Linked DNA regions of Mus musculus: regions 1, 2, 3 and 5 are each linked to region 4. Evidence: chromatin contacts called from public HiCAR-type, HiChIP or PLAC-seq and promoter capture Hi-C data. All regions are on one chromosome and are shown on one strand. The core of a region is the stretch at or near the end of the contact, and the rest is flanking DNA. Distances in the headings are between cores, read along the strand shown.

Region 1 (3,472 bases), core at 133-2,632, 320 kb before region 4:
CCCCAATGGAGGAGCTAGAGAAAGTAACCAAGGAGCTAAAGGGATTTGCAACCCTACAGGTGGAACAACAATATGAACTACCCAGTACTCCCCAGAGCTGGTGTCTCTAGCTGCATATGAATCAGAAGATGGCCTAGTCGGCCATCAGTGGAAAGAGAGGCCCACTGGTTGTGCAAACTTTATCTGCCTCAGTACAGGGGAACACCAGGGCCAAGAAGTGGGAGTGGGTGGGGGAGCGTGTGGGGAACTTTTGGGGTAGCATTGGAAATGTAAATGAAATAAATACCTAAAAAAAAAAAAGTATCCTTCTACAGAAAGAGCAATCAGTTCTCTGAAATTTGCAAAGACAAGCTAAGCTTCTAGAGCTAACTAATTGCAATAACCAGTCAGATCTTCAAAAAGTCACTTTCCAAATTAAGCACTGGCTATACAGCAAAATTTCAATTTTAAATAAAGGCTCACACGAATGCTTATGAAGACTAAAAAAATAAAAGCTGAATGAAGATTTGGTTAACATTAGAACGTTTTAAAAGCATATAGAAACACATTATTTATTCATATCAAGTTTAATTAGTTTATACTACACAAGGGATAATGGTCCTCCCAGAAGCTTTATTGTACCAAATTCAAACCCTAGTGCCAGGCAGCGGAACATCATGTTGTTGGTCACAGTTAAACTAGAGACAGCCCAACAAAATAAATAACATGTATGTATGTATGTATGTATGTATGTATGTGTGTGTGTATGTATGTATGTGTGATGTATGTATGTTACAGACAGATGATAGACAGACACACAGACACAGGCTGTTGCTCCTTCTCTTGGCTGAGCAGCAGAATTTGATGCTAAGAACTACTGTTGAAGACCCCACATATTTTGTTCACAGCACACGGAGAAATCAAGTAGGTACTGACCAAGAGGCTTCTTTGCTGCCAGCTTTCACAGCACCAGAGGGAGCTAATAGAGGTTGCTGAGAGGAAGTTAGCAACAGCTTTACCCAACTGACAACTTTGTGAACCACAATGACCAGTGTGACAAGATATCCCCATGGGTGCAACAGTAGCATGAAATGTTACAATGGTAAACAACTGCTTTCTCATTGGATTTAACACCCACTCCACAAAGGAAAAGCATTTCTTGCACTGCTAACCCAGCTGAAAACCCATGGTGAATATGCTCTTGGGCCCCAGGGAGTGAGTCTATTATTACTATTTTTGTTAAAAGAATACAATCTCACACTGTCCTGTAAGTTCATAACTATCTATGTACAGATTAATGCAGCTATCAATCCTCATTTTAAGTTTCTTTGCACAGTGGGTGGTGGCTAATGCAGGAACTGATAAATGTGCGTAGAACAAGTGTGCATGTGCTCTATCATAAATAGAACATCTTTATCACCCACCCCACCCCCCCAGGCTTCATGGCCAAGGCAGATTTTAAGAGCCAGAGGTTAGGGAGAAGCAGAGTGAAACAGTGTCTACTAGACAGAACAAGATAATTGCACTCGGGAACTCACATTAACTGTGGCTGCCTGCACAAGAGTAAACAAGTCAGTGTAGAAGACGGAGGTTCCCCCTATTCCTGAGGACCTACTGACAGGTGATGGCTTCTTTGGCAAGGAAAAATACAGCTTCTTTAAAGAAATGATCCCTACTGGGTCAACCATACTCTAGTGGCTGATCCTATAGCCATTGAGAATAGTAACAGCACAAATTGGACTCAGTAGGTTATTTAAAACAAAAAAAAAAGGGAAGTGAGGGTGGATCTGGGAGGAGTTATGGGAATGGAGTGGGAGGAAGAGAAAAAGGTGGGTAAAGATTTAAGCATTTAAGGCAAAAGACACCGTCAATAAGACAAAAAGACCACCAACAGATTGGGAAAGGATCTTTACCTATCCTAAATCAGATAGGGGACTAATATCCAACATATATAAAGAACTCAAGAAGGTGGACTCCAGAAAATCAAATAACCCCATTAAAAAATGGGGCTCAGAACTGAACAAAGAATTCTCACCTGAGGAATACCGAATGGCAGAGAAGCACCTGAAAAAATGTTCAACATCCTTAATCATCAGGGAAATGCAAATCAAAACAACCCTGAGATTCCACCTCACACCAGTCAGAATGGCTAAGATCAAAAACTCAGGTGACAGCAGATGCTGGCGAGGATGTGGAGAAAGAGGAACACTCCTCCATTGTTGGTGGGATTGCAGGCTTATACAACCACTCTAGAAATCAGTCTGGCAGTTCCTCAGAAAATTGGACATAGTACTACCAGAGGATCCAGCAATACCTCTCCTGGGCATAAATCCAGAAGATGTTCCAACCAGTAAGAAGGACACATGCTCCACTATGTTCATAGCAGCCTTATTTATAATAGCCAGAAGCTGGAAAGAACCCAGATGCCCCTCAACAGAGGAATGGATACAGAAAATGTGGTACATTTACACAATGGAGTACTACTCAGCTATTAAAAACAATGAATTTATGAAATTCCTAGGCAAATGGATGGACCTGGAGGGCATCATCCTGAGTGAGGTAACACATTCACAAAGGAACTCACACAATATGTACTCACTGATAAGTGGATATTAGCCCAAAACCTAGGATACCCAAGATATAAGATACAACTTGCTAAATACATGAAACTTAAGAAGAATGAAGACTGGTGTGGACACTATGCCCCTCCTTAGAATTGGGAACAAAACACCCATGGAAGGAGTTACAGAGACAAAGTTTGGAGCTGAGATGAAAGGATGGACCATGTAGAGACTGCCATATCCAGTCTCCACCCCATAGTCAGCTTCCAAACGCTGACACCATTGCATACACTAGCAGGATTTTATCGAAAGGACCCAGATGTAGCTGTCTCTTGTGAGACTATGCCGGGGCCTAGCAAACACAGAAGTGGATGCCCACAGTCAGCTATTGGATGGATCACAGGGCTCCCAATGGAGGAGCTAGAGAAAGTACCCAAGGAGCTAAAGGGATCTGCAACCCTATAGGTGGAACAACATTATGAACTAACCAGTACCCCGGAGCTCTTGACTCTAGCTGCATATGTATCAAAAGATGGCCTAGTCGGCCATCACTGGAAAGAGAGGCCCATTGGACAGACAAACTGTATATGCCCCAGTACAGGGGAACGCCAGGGCCAAAAAAAATGGGAAAGAGTGGGTAGGGAAGTGGGGGGGAGGGTATGGGGGACTTTTGGGATAGCATTGGAAATGTAATTGAGGAAAATATGTAATAAAATAAATAAATAAATAAAGATTTAAGCATTTAAACCGGGTGGTGGTGGCGCATGCCTTTAATCCCAGCCCTTGGGAGGCAGAGGCAGGCAGATTTCTGAGTTCAAGGCCAGCCTGGTCTACAAAGTGAGTTCCAGGACAGCCAGGGCTATACAGAGAAACTCTGTCTCAAAAAAACAAAACAACAACAACAAAAAAAAAAAGAAAAAGATTTAAGCATT
Region 2 (3,164 bases), core at 147-2,646, 490 kb after region 4:
ATATTCTCTATTGAGAAGGCTAGGCTGACTCCATGTCAGGCTTCAAATTGGCAGTTAAGGAGACTAGGCCTAAATCTCTGTTCCAAGAACTGGACAATTACAGGCAAGTTCAGGCCTCAGAAGCTGCCCTGCCACCTGGCCTGAGGCAAGAACAGTGGGTCAGCAACGGTTTCCAGTGCCCACACCATGGTAATGGAATGTCCATAGAGATGAACCCAACAGATTAACATAGAGGTCACCTACCCTGGGATTTCCTAATGTGCTTTAAATCAGGCCTGCAAGCTCACTTGGTTGTCTCTCTATTCTGGTAATGGGAGGCCCCAGTATGCTGGACTTCTGCAGAATAAACACTCTTACATGCTGCTTGAGTCCGGGGTATAATTTTTCTGTGAATCATGGACTGTAGCAGTGTTAATATGCTCTCCTCACTACTCCAAATTTTCCTATTCTGTCAGAAATTGGTTCACATGCCTCCCCAGTACCAGGTCTAAGTTGCAGAGATGAACGGTTCTTTCATAGAATCTGTTTTCTCATGTTCTGTGCTTTCCCTTTGTCCTAATCTCTAACAAAGAAATCTGTACTAATCAGCCAGCCATGTGCGGTCTCACCTCTGCTTCTGACTGAGTGCCAAGGCTTTTTGTCTCTTTATTGATTGTACTATTAGGTGTGAATGGTTTCCAGCTTCTTGTCCCAAGTCAGCTCCCTCCCACCATGTGCACCAGTGCCTTACCCTCCTGTCTTTCCACTGTGACACGCTCAGCACATTTCTCAGGGGAAGCGATTTGATTCCTTGGACTGGGAAGTCTTCCAACTTCTTTAACTGTTTCCTAGGCAATTCTGAATATTTTGACCATGTTTTTTCCCTCCCCTAACTCCTTCCATAACCTCGCCACCTCTCCACCCACTCAACTTCATCTTGTCTTTCTCAAAAGCAACCAAAAAACAAAGCAAGCAAACAAACAACAACAATGGCAATTAAAATGAAAATCAAAACAAACAAAAAAACTAGTAAAACAAACAAACAAAAAATACCAAATGAAACAGACAAACAAAAACCCTGTGTGAAGTTTATTTTATGTTGTCAACTCCTGGGCATGGGCCTACACTGGAATATGGTTGCTATCCCTGAAGATTTTCCTTGTATTGTACCCTTGGAGTCTGGGAAATTCTTAGCTTTCATGGTGGGTGTTCCTCTTTGACTCTAACCTTAGTGTAAACTATCATTCTATATATTTAACTTCCTTGCCCTCAGCCTGTGCAACCTTGATATATGACACCTTTCCTATTTAGGGCTTAGTTTCCTAGAGGGGAGTTTATTAGGCTTGTGAACAGACTGACAAACAAGTGATGTGACAATAATCACTTGTGCTATTCCTAACATCGTAGAACATTCCCAGAATTCTGAAGTCCCAGGAGTGATCTAGATAGAGTCATGGCCATCACCCATGAGGGGCTGGCTAGAGAGTTCAGAAAAATGTCAGTGGATTTGGCAGAAAAACAGGCCAATAGATTATGTAATCCCATGGCACTAGGAACCAGAAGTTAGTAAAAATCATGTGTAATTTAGTAAAATAAAAACCTGCATCTTTTGTTAAATACAGTTTATCATTTAGAAATTAGAAGGCAAAATTTTATTCTACCTTTGCATACAGGATTCTTTCTGTCCTTCCTCCCTCCGTTCCTCCGTCCTTCCATCCCTCCAGCCCTCCCTTCTTTCTTTTTTCTTTTTTCTTCTCTCTCTCTCTCTCTCTCTCTCTCTCTCTCCCCCCCCCTTTTCTTCTTTTCTTTTCTTTTTTATGGTTTTAGAGCTTTATTGTAGAAAGGCAGAGAGAAAAAGAGAAGGTAGAAAGAGGGAGGCCAGCCATGGCCACATGGAGAGATGGGGGAAGGGAGGGGGAGAAGGAGGGCTAGAGATGAGAGTAAGAAAGGTAAGAGCTTAAGAACTCTTTCTTTCTTTTCTTTCTTTCTTTCTTTCTCTCTCTCTCTCTTCCTTCCTTCCTTCCTTCCTTCCTTTCTTTCTTTCTTTCTTTCTTCCTTTCTTTCTTTTTTCTTTTTTCTTTCCTTCTTTCCTCTCTCATACAACATCCTTAAAAAAATTAAAAATTTCCCTCCATATAGGATCTGAACATTTTTAAGAGATGAAGTTGTTTGTCTTTTTGTTGTTGTTGTTAAAACATCTCTAGTTGGTTTAATTTCTAGTTTATCATTTGTAAAATTAAGAATGTAGAAAGAAGTTTTCCCTCCAGTCAGGGACATAGGTCACTGAGTAAAAGTTCTTTCTTCTGAAGCCCAAAAATTTAGTTAGACTACAGAACCCAAACAAAAAGCCATATCTATAATCTGTACACACTTGTAAAAAGTATGCATCTGTAATTTGTATGGTGAGATGGGAGGCAGAGACAAGAGAATTGCAAGGAAATTCAAAAGCTAGTTAACCTGGCATACACTGTGTCAAAAATAAGAGAGACTCTGACTCAAAAACAAGTTAGAAGGCAAGGACCAATTTCCAAAAGTTGTCCTCTGATATCTACAAGTGAGCAGTTGCTCATCTTCTGTTTGCATTTCTAATTTTGTCCGTTTTCAACTCTGCTCAATTGCTCCCTCCAGACAACTGACATTACTCCCTAAATGTGATGCATGGTGTTGAGAGCCATATAATTTACTTTCTCAATTTCACTGGTTAAGTACTGTGTTGCTCCTAGCCCTGCAGAACAAGTGTGAGTTCCCTGAACCCTGGTGCTCATTTTGTAGAGGAGAGAACTGTAGATATGTAAATGCACCATATATGTCAGACATAGATAAGAAAAAGTATAGAAAAATAAGACAAATTCAAATGACAAACATAATAGTCACTCTAGTGGTATTTAGCAAATTCCATTACAAGCAGGAAGAGCAATGCTAATTGCCTTACTGCTGCAGACCCTCTGGGCCCCTGTGCCTGCGTAGGAAAGAGTCTCTAGAGTAGATGGGCAAGATTAGGATGTAGTAACAGACAGCCAAACACACAAGAGAGGTGTTTAATCTGAATGTAATGTTCCAGTCGAGCCTCAGACTTTTATAATACAGAATAAATTGCAAATCATAACAGAATAAGGCACATTGAATTTTTCCAGGTGCAAAAGGAGCGACTTCAAAAGGAACCAGATAAATGTTTAACACTAGAG
Region 3 (3,074 bases), core at 270-2,769, 420 kb before region 4:
GAGACAGACAGCATGTGCCGTTTTGAGTACCTCTGTGAGCTGTAGCCATTGCTGGAGGTGCCCTGAAGATGGAAATTAGTTAACTGAGTCTCAGGCCAAGGTTTGTGTTAGCCAGCCCTTCAGGGGACATGAAATTCCCCAAGGATCATGGGATTTGTCCCTCCTGAGGTGCTCATTGAGAAGGTGGGTTTGTTCATGTTTCTTCTTCTTTCCCCAGAGCCTGCCAAGGCTGCCTCGGACCTGACTGCCTGGTTCAGCCTCTTTGCTGACCTCGACCCCTTATCAAACCCTGATGCTGTTGGGAAAACTGATAAAGAACACGAATTGCTCAATGCATGAGTCTGCAACCTTCAACAGGGAGCCCTCGGGCCACTCCGCGGCACCTCATCCAGGGCTTGCAGAAGTCTAATATGCTCAGTGTGCTGTTTTAATATTTACATGCCATTTTAATAAAATGAGAGGGTCAAGGCCCTGTTTCTATCGCTATAGTTATTCACTCCTGTTTGGTTTGTATGTAGTCCGTGTGCATTGAACAGTAGAGGAGTACACAGGGGCCGCTGGCAGGCCACTGCTTACTCTTGCTGACACCCAAAATCCAAGGCTAAATCACACACCTGCATGTGGACTTACACACGTCCTCAGGGGCACCAGGAGGCTCAAAGTGCTTTCTCACGTCCCCATCCCTCTCAGAAGAGGTGTCAGGAAGAGCCCTTCTGCCATGCCACTGTCCACTGAGCTCTGGATGAAGATCCAGACAACCGAAGACACTGTCCCCTGCCACACTTGACTGCGGCCACGTGCCACACTGGCAGAGGAGTGGGGCTGCTTTCTGCTGCATGGACCTTTCTATTGAAGGCAGCCATCCTTGCACATCCTAGTGTCTCCTTTTATCTTTTCCGTAGCTGAATTCAAAAGCATAAACTCCAGGAGCCTCATGGAACCTTTTTTTTTTTAAACAGAAAATTTTAAACATTAAGACAACATTTGCTATACAAACTCAAGTCGTGGATTCTGTGTGGAGACCCAGCTGTGCTAAGAAAAGCATCATTGAAGGTGCAATAGAGGGGCAGGGGGCCCCATGGGCAGTTCTGCAGCTATTGGTCAGAACTGTACATCCCCAAATAAGGCAGCCAGCTACAAGGGCTGCCTGGGACTTTTGTAGGACCAAGAAATAGTGGTAATTACAGATTCACATGTAGCCACATCAACAACTTAGATACCCTGTCAGACTCCCAGACCCCAGAGTTTCTCTATGTCACAGGTAACCTGCTAAGTTAGGGCCCTCTCACATGCCCTCATGTAGACCTAAGCAATGCACAGAAGGCCCTGTGTAAGTTAGTGGTCCAGAAAAAAAGGTTCTCTGTGCTTAGGCCTCTTGAGGGCTCCTGTTGCCTATCTCAGAGAAGGCTCCCTGGGCTTCCTTCAGAAACTCACCCTCAGAAAGGACCTGCCTGCAGTTCTAAAACCACTCTGAGGGCTGGAGACACGGGCCGTTACAGATGTCTTCTTGGTAAAGGAAATGTCTGGGAGCCAGCTGAGGGCCTGGCTTGGGTAGCTTTCCCTGGCTTTGCTGTCTTGTGCTATCAGAGGTCTTGTTGCCAGAATCGTCTCTGGCAGATTTCTCAGCTCCACGTTAATACACTTTGAGGTTGTCACGATACAGAATCAGAACCCAACCTCACACTCCTCTAAACACAGGCATGCTTGCCACCCCTTTAATGTACCGTCCCAGGGGCCTGTGTGCTATGTGAGACTCCATGACAGCCTTCTTCAGTCCTCAAGAGCTTCCTCACAGTCCACCTCCACCATGAGAATGTGGAGCCTCTACCTGCACCTTCAGTTCTCCAAGGATGAAGCTCTACTGTCTCCTGAGAGTTTGGCTCCTGCCCTACCGCTCTCCTCCAGCCATGCCAGGATGGTGCTTCCTAGCCTTGACAGATACGTGCTTTAGACACATGCCTCTACCATTAGACAGTGCCACTTGCGTGGATTAATGATCGCCAGGTCAAGTTGCCCAGCATGGAATGAGGAGTAAGGGTTCTAGTTTCATCCCAGGTCACATTTGTTTGTAGCCATGGAAACCCCAGAAGTCACAGTGAGGAGCTGAATCTGGAAGGCCTGTCTGGCTCCGTCTAGGCGATGGGAAGGCATGGAGGTTGAGGGAGGTAGAGTTTGGAATAGGATAAGCAGTAGGAGGCTGCCTTTTAAAACTGATCAGTGAGTGGGGGGTAGTGGATCACAGTGGTTGAATAAGCTTTGCAACCGGAAAAGGAAAGGGTTGCTCATGGAGGCATTTTCTCCCCAAATTGTCTTTATATTTCTCATGAAAAGGAAAGAAAAGAAGAAGACTCAGTCTCCTTTCCCATCTGCAATCCACTGGGGCAGCCTCTTGATCCCTGTTGAGAGGCACGTTTTGACCCTGCTCACACAAAGCCCCTTGACCACCTCTCCTAAGTAAGGGGAAGCAGCTGCCACCTGGCTCTCTTGTAAGAGCCCCGTACACCCGCCTGGCCAAGAGGCTTCCTCTGGGACCCACCTTGGGGTCTCCCCAACTGCCCACACAAGTGTGATCTCTGCCATGAAGGAGACAATATGTCTTTACCCTCTTTGCCAAACAAGTCTCGCTTCATCTCCAACTCCCTTCGGGCAGCCTGAGCCACCGTTACAATGGAGCTTGAGCTACAGGTAGACCCAGGCTCTCCTTGGCTTTCTGGCTATTTCTGATGGCTTCAGCATGACCCCCGGTTCCCCTCCCTTTTCCTCAGCTAACAGATAAAGAACGCACACACTGTAAGGAGGGACGAGGCATGATTCTGTTTGTGCCTGCCTTCTTTCCCCAACTGGCACTGGCTCTCGGTTCACTTTACAGATTCATTCCCCTCGAAATGTAATTTTAGAAATGTCAAGTTGATTTTGAGTTCTGGGTGAGTGAAAAAACCAATCCATCAGCCTCAGAATTAGAAAGTACTGATTTAGAAAGAGCCAGCATGTTTGATTTTTTTGGTTTGGTTTGGTTTGGTTTGGTTTGGTTTGGTTTGGTTTTGGTTTGGTTTGGTTTGGTTTGTTTTTTTGGT
Region 4 (3,448 bases), core at 481-2,980:
GCTGGCTGAACAGGAAGCATGTACATACAGCTTTACTGATTCCAGCTCCTAACTGCAGAAGTAATGTGACTAAACAGAAGAACAGATGATTTGGTTTTGTGCCTATCTGTCAACTTCCATCTTCGACCAGTGCTAAAGAAAGGAGCAGGGCCCAGTGCAAAATGAAAATGTCAAGGAGTGACATAGCAGCTTCTAACTGCTAGTCATTCTAAATGCTCGGCTGGCGCTCCTGCATAGAGTTGCACATTACAAAGATGGCCCTAGAAAACCAGTATGTCTATAACCATCCTGTTAAGAAATCTAACACTCTATACAAATGGGTCCTTGCTTATTAACATACATAATATAAATACGGAGGACAGCAAAAAACAAAACAAGCAAACAACAACAAAAACCAGTAAGGGCTCAGAAAGTCTTTCATGCACTTATTAGTTTAGACGATTACAAGTCCCTTATGACTTGGGTAACATCTAAGTAATTTCCACCACACAAAGTTCTAACACCAACTCATCACAGTTGAGTTCTCTGCTTCATACAGATGTTGTTGTCCCTATTTAGTTCTTTCAACCAGTCCTGGAAGTGAATGCTTTCAGATGCTGGAGACAACTGCCAAATCCATGGAGGGGCTAAGAGATGGCAATAATTTAGGTCCTCACCTTCAAATTTAGTCAGTGTTCATTTCCCTTCAATGGTTCCCCACAAGTCACCACCAGAACATGGGTAACACTATCCAAAAGAAATTTAGTGAACCACCACTTATAATTCTCTAGCGGGCACATTTCAGAAGTAGCAAACGAAATTTAGAATATCTTTTAATTTAACCTATCAAATAAGAAATAATTTAAAATATACAACACTGTAAAAAATACGAAAGTTTTTATATTTTTATTAAATCTTGGGAATCCAGTCTATACACTTACAAAGCATCTTAACCCCACGTGGCAACTGGGCACACATTCAAAACACTGTCATAACGCAAAACATACAATTATATGGTCTGTCGTCTTTCTTTCCGCGCTAAGTAAACGATAGCAGTTTCAGGAAATTTGGAGTACTACCATCTCCACAAGACATTGCGCATCTATATTTTCGTTAAACTATAGTTATTCAAAAAAGCCAACAAGAGCAGTCGTTTGCTGAGCCATTCCTCTCAAGGAATTTGCATTATTCGTGTCGGTAGGGAACAGAGCTCACGGGGGTGACAGGCCCTTTAACAAGGATTTGATTGGGTACAACTGGAACTCATCGTGTTGTTATTCCGGGTAAACCAGGAATCTGATCGTGACTCCCACGGTCCAGACACCTGGCTGAGCCGCTGGGCGGCGGGGGACGCGGCTCCGCACTCCCGGCGCGGCCGCACGGAGGACGGTCGCCACGCGGCCGCGGGACGCCCCAAGGCTCCACACGAGGCCCGCCAGCAGCCCGGTGCCGTGACCATCGCACTGATCGAGCGGAACGCCACCCGCCGGCGAGGCTCTGAGGAAGCGGCCGCGGCTGCCACCCCGGGCCTCACGCAGACACCCGCTCCGGGCCGCACTCACTGACCTGAGGAGGTGGCCTGTCGCCACACAGACGTTTCCGGCCTGTACGCCGCCCCTCCCGCCGCGGGAGACGGGCGCGGGCAAGATGGCCGCCGAAGCACGGGCGGTGACCCGGGCCACCCGCTGGGCCCCCGACCAAACCACCCTGCCGCCTCCGAAGCAGACCTCCTCGCCGCGAGCCCCGCCTTCCCCTCGCCCGGCACCGCCCCGGGGCGGGGCCGCCGCGCGGAGACCCCGCCTTCCTCCCGAGCGCTCCGCGCTTGAGTTGAGCCCCTTCCGTCGCCCTCTTGTGGGCAGGGCCACAACCTAGAGTCCCCGCCTCCCTCTCGAGCGCTCCGCCCAGTGTGGGCCCTGCCCCGGGACCCCTCTCCAGCAAGCCAGCCATTCTTTAACCCTGCTCTCATGGAATTTGATTATTTCTCTGAAGCCAGCTACCATGGTCGTGGTGGTACACACATTTTAGCATATGTGAGACATTTTAATTTCCACTGAACAGAGAGGATGGGCGATTTCGTAAAAACTTAAGGATTTGGGGCTCATAATTCGATTTCAGTTATTCCAAAAAGAGGTCATGAATGCCTTGTTGAGTCACACCGTGTTGGGATATAGGAATGAGAAAAAAAAAAAAAAAAAAAAAAAAGACCCTTGTAGGAAACAGGACAAAAGAGTGATGGCTTTTTTAAGCTACCTGGGAGAGCACCTCCCTCAGGTTGGGTGGGGCATCAGAAGAACTTCCTTGAGGATCACTAGACTAAGAAAGACAAACATGGATTGGTCACAGAAAAGTTAAAGACGGAAACAACTGGAAGAGAAAGGCCTTCTAGAACTGAATACTGTGTCAGGAAACAGGATACAGCAATGGGAAAGCAAGTCTCTCATTTACCTGTGAGTTTGCTTATGAAGTCTCAGTAACCACTGACCAGTCAAAGCCTGAAAATATTAGGTGAACGATTCGAATTAAAGAACACCTAAATTTGAATTTTAGAATGTTATGAAATCTTTCTGAGTCCTGTTCAGTCCGATCCTGAACATCATTCAACTACCCATAGTCACAGTGTACCCAAGCTGCAATCTGGGCCATCAGATCTGTCTGTCAGTGCTCACCTTCAAGTGACCCTTACCAAGTAGCAGCATACTACAATACATCACAATACATCAATCACTCCATTTTGTCTTAACATGTAGGTATTGACAAATCATGCTTATAAGCATGAGAGAGAGAGAGAGAGAGAGAGAGAGAGAGAGAGAGAGAGAGAGAGAGAGATTCACATATGATTTATTATAGTGCTGTTGGCCCTCCAGATCCTCTAGCTCTGCCTGTGCAGGTTCAACCACCACAGATCAAAATGTTTTTAAAATTGGGTATGGTAGTGTTCGTCTATAATATCAACACTCCCGAGGTTGAAGCAGAAGGATCAAAGAATTAAAAGATAGACTCAACAATATACTGAGTTTGAGCTAGGCTAGCTACATGAAAATAACTTTCTCTTATGTCTGTCTGTCTTTCCATACATATGTGTGTGTGTATATATATATATATATATATATATATATATATATATCAATCAAACTTGTACATTTTCCTTGTCATGTTTTACTATAAAATGTAGTATAGGAATTCTTTACATATCATTTATAGTGTGTAACTATTATAAGTAATGTAGAAATAGGTACAGAGAATGTATGTAGGTTATATGCAAATAACACCAACTAAGATAAAACATTTGAGCATACATGGATCTTAGTATCATTGCAGAGTATAAAGGGTCCACCATTTTTTATAACTATTATATTATATAATTGTTGCCATTACTGTACCTAATTTATAAATTAGAGTTTATAATAGATATATATGCATAGGAAAAATATAAGATATCTGAGTTTGACACTAACCGCACTCTGAGATG
Region 5 (3,424 bases), core at 122-2,621, 480 kb after region 4:
TTTTTTGTTTTTGTTTTTTCGAGACGGGGTTTCTCTGTGTAGCCTTGGCTGTCTTGGAACTCACTCTATAGATCAGGCTGGCCTGGAACTCAGAAATCTGTCTGCCTCTGCTTCCCAAGTGCTGGGATTAAAGGAAGGTAACTGGGCAAGCCAAGTAAACGAGGTATCGAGCAGGATTTTTCCATGGTGTCTCCTTTAAGTTTCTTCCCCGGCTTCCCTCAAAGATGAACTGTAACCTGTGAGCCAAATAGCCACCCCCACAAGCTATTTTGGTATTTTACCATGGCAACAGAGAAACAAACTAGAATACCTGTCATTCTCACACAAAATGGGCACAGCTGTGTTCCAATAAACTTTTATTTGTAGATCCTAAAATTTGACTTTCATACAATTCTCTTGCTACTTTCAACCCTTAAAATGTAAATTCTTAATTTCTGGGTAATTTGTGATTTGACTTATGGACCATCTCTTGCTTAGCTGTGCTCTGGAAATGAAGTAGAAGCCAACTGTAACTTATAACCTTTGGTCATTGTTTTGGTTAGGGCTTGAATTGCTGCAATGAAGACACCATAACCAAAAACCAAGTTGGGATGAAAAGGGCTTATTCGGCTTACACATTGTCCTTCATTGGAGGAAGTCAGGACAGGAACTTAGCCAGGCTGGAACCTGGAGGCAGGGACTGATGCAGAGGCCGTAGAGGTTCTGCTTACTGGCCTGCTACTCATGACTTGCTCAGCCTGCTCTCTAATAAAATCAAGGACCACTAGCCCAGGGATAACATCATCCACGATGGGGCCCTCCCCCACTGATCACTAATTGAGAAAATGCCTTACAGCTAGATATCATGAGGCATTTCCTCAACTGAGGCTCCTTTCTCTCTGGTGACTCTGACATGTGATGACACATAAAACCAGACAGTATAGGCATTATGTGTCTATGTCATATAGTGACTCGCTAATGCTCAAAATAGTATTCCCCACACATTTTGTGCTATTGAGACACGTTGGTGGTGGCATTTTCTTAATTTTAATGGACACCCCCACTCCAACCCCATTGCAACAGTGGCTTTATGACTGTTTTGTTAAGTCTTGTGTTTCCTATGCCATCCTTCACACATAATATTTGCTGTTTAAACTGTACAGTGTAGTAGGTTTAGCATCTTCCCAAAGGTGTTAACAACTAACTTTATGATATTGTTCATCACCTGAAGAAGAAAGTCATTTCCTATGCTTTCTGCCCAGCTTTCCGCACTCATTAGCCAGCTTTCTGTCTCTGTTACTTTGCGAACAGAGTTCATATAGATAGACTAACACAACCTGAACCTCTTCTGTCTGGCTCCTGCCTAGTATAATGTTTTCATTGTTCATGTATGCTGCAGCATGAATCTGCACTTTGTTCATTTTTGTGGCTGAGTAACACCCTTCCCTTTGTATATACCATATTTTGTTTATGGCCTTCTTAGTGTCTGGACACTGGGTACTTTACATTTTGACTACCGTTAATAGTCACAAGCGTTCATGTACAAGTTTTTGTATAGACATGTGTTTTACACTTTCCTGCGTATAAATCTAAGAATGGAATTACTGGGTCAGATGGCAACTCTGTTTAAACGTTGAGCAACTCCCCAATCAACGCCAGTCTTTGAGAGCTACTGTACCATGACTGCCACCTGGTGGGCAGTGATTTTATTGCACAGTCTCATGCAAGGCATTCTGACTTGAGGGACGTAAATTTCGATAGGAAACACTTGTCTAACGGTTTAAAAAAGTAGAATATAAGAATTTGGTTTGTGTCACATTTATAATTTGTAATTTGGGGAAAATGTACTGCCAACCAAACTAGAAGCCCAACCAGAGCCCCAGGAGAAAAATCACACCAACAATCTGCCTGAGGAAATAACACCAAATAGCCTGGCCTCAGTGGGTCCATGCACACAGCTGGCTTCCAATCGGGTAATTCCTCCAGTGAAAAGTGGGGCATTGTTAGAATGCCGTGGCACCATAACTGCTGGTGCCACAGCCACAGCTTTCATCTTTAAGGGGCTAAGATGGTTTACTCTGGGGCCATTTTGAGTGACCAAGGCTAGGAATTCAGATTTAAGCCACCCCAAACTACTTGCTTCAAAGTGGAAGCAGATTCATGAACATTTATAGATTTACAGAACAAAGTCATAAATCAAGGCGAGTTGGAAACACATGGAGGGGTACTTTAGAGAGGCGGTTACAGCAAGCTTGGAGGTCGTCCTTTCTGTACGTCTTCAGACGCTGTCGGATGACATTCTTAGCCTTGGAGTTGGTGCAAGCTAGGGGCCTACTCAGTTAATAGATTCCCAAGGTTTTCATCCGTTAGTCACAGGATGTTAGTTCTGACACAGGTGAGCAAGGAATGGCTGTTAGGAGTTGTGACTAAAGCAAGCCTAAGATAAACTAAGTAGCCGTTGGACCTGTAACATTCCCACCCCCACCCCCACCCCACCCCCACCCCCACCCCCACAGGACTGACATTAGTCAGTCAGTCTCTGCAGACCGCTTCTTTCCAGGAGTTCTCCCTCAAAGCAGCAAGAGAAGATGACAGAAAGTACTGTAGGTTTCCAAAGATAGCGTGTGGAGAGGTTAGATAATGGAAACCATAGAAAACAAAGCTTTACATTATGTCAACAGTGATAGGACAGACACCCAGACTCACACTGCCACTCTCATCAGCCCGAAGGGTTCCCCTAGACATTTACGGGCTTCAACCCAAGTCAAACCAAGATTCAACAGTGTATGTCATTTTAGGACTCTCGGGAACAGGGAAGGACATTTTATTAAAGGTATTATGATACAGGACTGAGCCAAGTGCAGTAGGCCTCCTCCTGGAACAGTAAGCATTGGCCACGTACAGCATTATGGTGGCTCTCCAGTTACAATGTGAACCCACTCCTCCCCCTCTTCCCCTTTCTGTGAGAGATCTGTGGTAGCTGGAAGCTCAGAGGTGATTCAGATGGAATTGCAATCTGATAAAGGAAAAGCAGGAAGCCACCAGAATCACCTGAGGGGTTAGTCTCTGTCCTCTGTAAATGGGGACAAGAGAAAACTTTCTAGAAACTTCAGGTCTACAGCTGTGTGAAAGGAGAAAGGTCTTAAGCAGTTGGGAACTGTACTAGAATTCTTGCTGTTTGGTAGGAGAGACAGGCTTCAATCAGATCCTGAATGCAGGGTTCCTTCCCTTTCCTCAGATCTTCCCAGCCTTCCTGGCCTGCCACAGATCACCCTTAGTAGCTTCTTTGGTATCTTTGGTGGTAGCATTGTATCCAGTTCTTGATATTAGAAATGTGTATGCAAGCCGGGCAGTGGTGGTGCATGCCTTTAATCCCAGCACTTGGGAGGCAGAGGCAGGAGGATTTCTGAGTTCGAGGCCAGCCTGGTCTACAAAATGAGTTCCA

The links. Promoter capture Hi-C pulls out the DNA fragments that hold promoters and counts their contacts. HiCAR-type assays count read pairs that join an accessible place to other places. HiChIP or PLAC-seq counts read pairs in DNA pulled down with a chosen protein or histone mark.
Region 1: a contact with region 4 is called in a promoter capture Hi-C map of pre-B cells, with 2.2 times the contacts expected there. The contact joins the enhancer-like site here to the promoter of Mios in region 4. A contact is called at or near these places in 2 of 39 promoter capture datasets (the C10 cell line and pre-B cells), 2 of 115 datasets of contacts at active chromatin or transcription factors (bone marrow-derived macrophages and stem cell-derived neural progenitor cells) and 2 of 9 other capture datasets (liver and macrophages).
Region 2: a contact with region 4 is called in a HiCAR-type map of fibro-adipogenic progenitors, with 5 times the contacts expected there. The contact joins the enhancer-like site here to the promoter of Mios in region 4. A contact is called at or near these places in 4 of 39 promoter capture datasets (cranial neural crest, embryonic stem cells, frontonasal cranial neural crest and 1 more), 5 of 115 datasets of contacts at active chromatin or transcription factors (embryonic stem cells, fibro-adipogenic progenitors, forebrain and 1 more) and 1 of 9 other capture datasets (adipose tissue).
Region 3: a contact with region 4 is called in a promoter capture Hi-C map of pre-B cells, with 3 times the contacts expected there. The contact joins the enhancer-like site here to the promoter of Mios in region 4. A contact is called at or near these places in 3 of 39 promoter capture datasets (the C10 cell line, hippocampal neurons and pre-B cells), 2 of 115 datasets of contacts at active chromatin or transcription factors (bone marrow-derived macrophages and pro-B cells) and 1 of 9 other capture datasets (pancreatic islet).
Region 5: an H3K4me3 HiChIP or PLAC-seq map of bone marrow-derived macrophages shows a contact between it and region 4, with 7 times the contacts expected there. The contact joins the enhancer-like site here to the promoter of Mios in region 4. A contact is called at or near these places in 20 of 39 promoter capture datasets (the 3T3-L1 cell line, 3T3-L1-derived adipocytes, the C10 cell line and 14 more), 1 of 15 datasets of contacts at CTCF or cohesin (large pre-B cells), 31 of 484 Hi-C or Micro-C datasets (the 3T3-L1 cell line, the AML12 cell line, the C10 cell line and 22 more), 16 of 115 datasets of contacts at active chromatin or transcription factors (PVALB interneurons, astrocytes, bone marrow-derived macrophages and 12 more) and 3 of 9 other capture datasets (adipose tissue, embryonic stem cells and liver).

Annotation. Positions count from the first base shown.
Region 1 is chr6:8,529,216-8,532,687 of GRCm38.p6, reverse strand. The region is part of intron 1 of Glcci1 (glucocorticoid induced transcript 1); the gene reads right to left. Among named protein-coding and RNA genes, the nearest start is that of Glcci1, 21 kb to the right of the region's middle. Within about 2 kb of position 1,382, at least 25 of the 459 cell types and tissues checked have an H3K27ac peak or open chromatin away from gene starts, as enhancers often do. A contact at or near this core is called in pre-B cells, where this site is marked.
Region 2 is chr6:7,714,028-7,717,191 of GRCm38.p6, reverse strand. No RefSeq gene overlaps it. Among named protein-coding and RNA genes, the nearest start is that of Gm46950, 8.7 kb to the left of the region's middle. Within about 2 kb of position 1,396, at least 11 of the 459 cell types and tissues checked have an H3K27ac peak or open chromatin away from gene starts, as enhancers often do. A contact at or near this core is called in adipose tissue and fibro-adipogenic progenitors, where this site is marked.
Region 3 is chr6:8,627,941-8,631,014 of GRCm38.p6, reverse strand. Ica1 (islet cell autoantigen 1) reads left to right here. Exons shown (of 14, transcript NM_010492.3): 14 at 218-488. The coding sequence ends at 339. Among named protein-coding and RNA genes, the nearest start is that of Gm35621, 6.2 kb to the right of the region's middle. Within about 2 kb of position 1,519, at least 9 of the 459 cell types and tissues checked have an H3K27ac peak or open chromatin away from gene starts, as enhancers often do. A contact at or near this core is called in pre-B cells, where this site is marked.
Region 4 is chr6:8,207,509-8,210,956 of GRCm38.p6, reverse strand. Mios (meiosis regulator for oocyte development) reads right to left here and starts at 1,730. Exons shown (of 12, transcript NM_145374.2): 1 at 1,546-1,730.
Region 5 is chr6:7,731,493-7,734,916 of GRCm38.p6, reverse strand. No RefSeq gene overlaps it. Among named protein-coding and RNA genes, the nearest start is that of Gm46950, 8.9 kb to the right of the region's middle. Within about 2 kb of position 1,371, at least 26 of the 459 cell types and tissues checked have an H3K27ac peak or open chromatin away from gene starts, as enhancers often do. A contact at or near this core is called in the G1E-ER4 cell line, Sertoli cells, adipose tissue and 3 more, where this site is marked.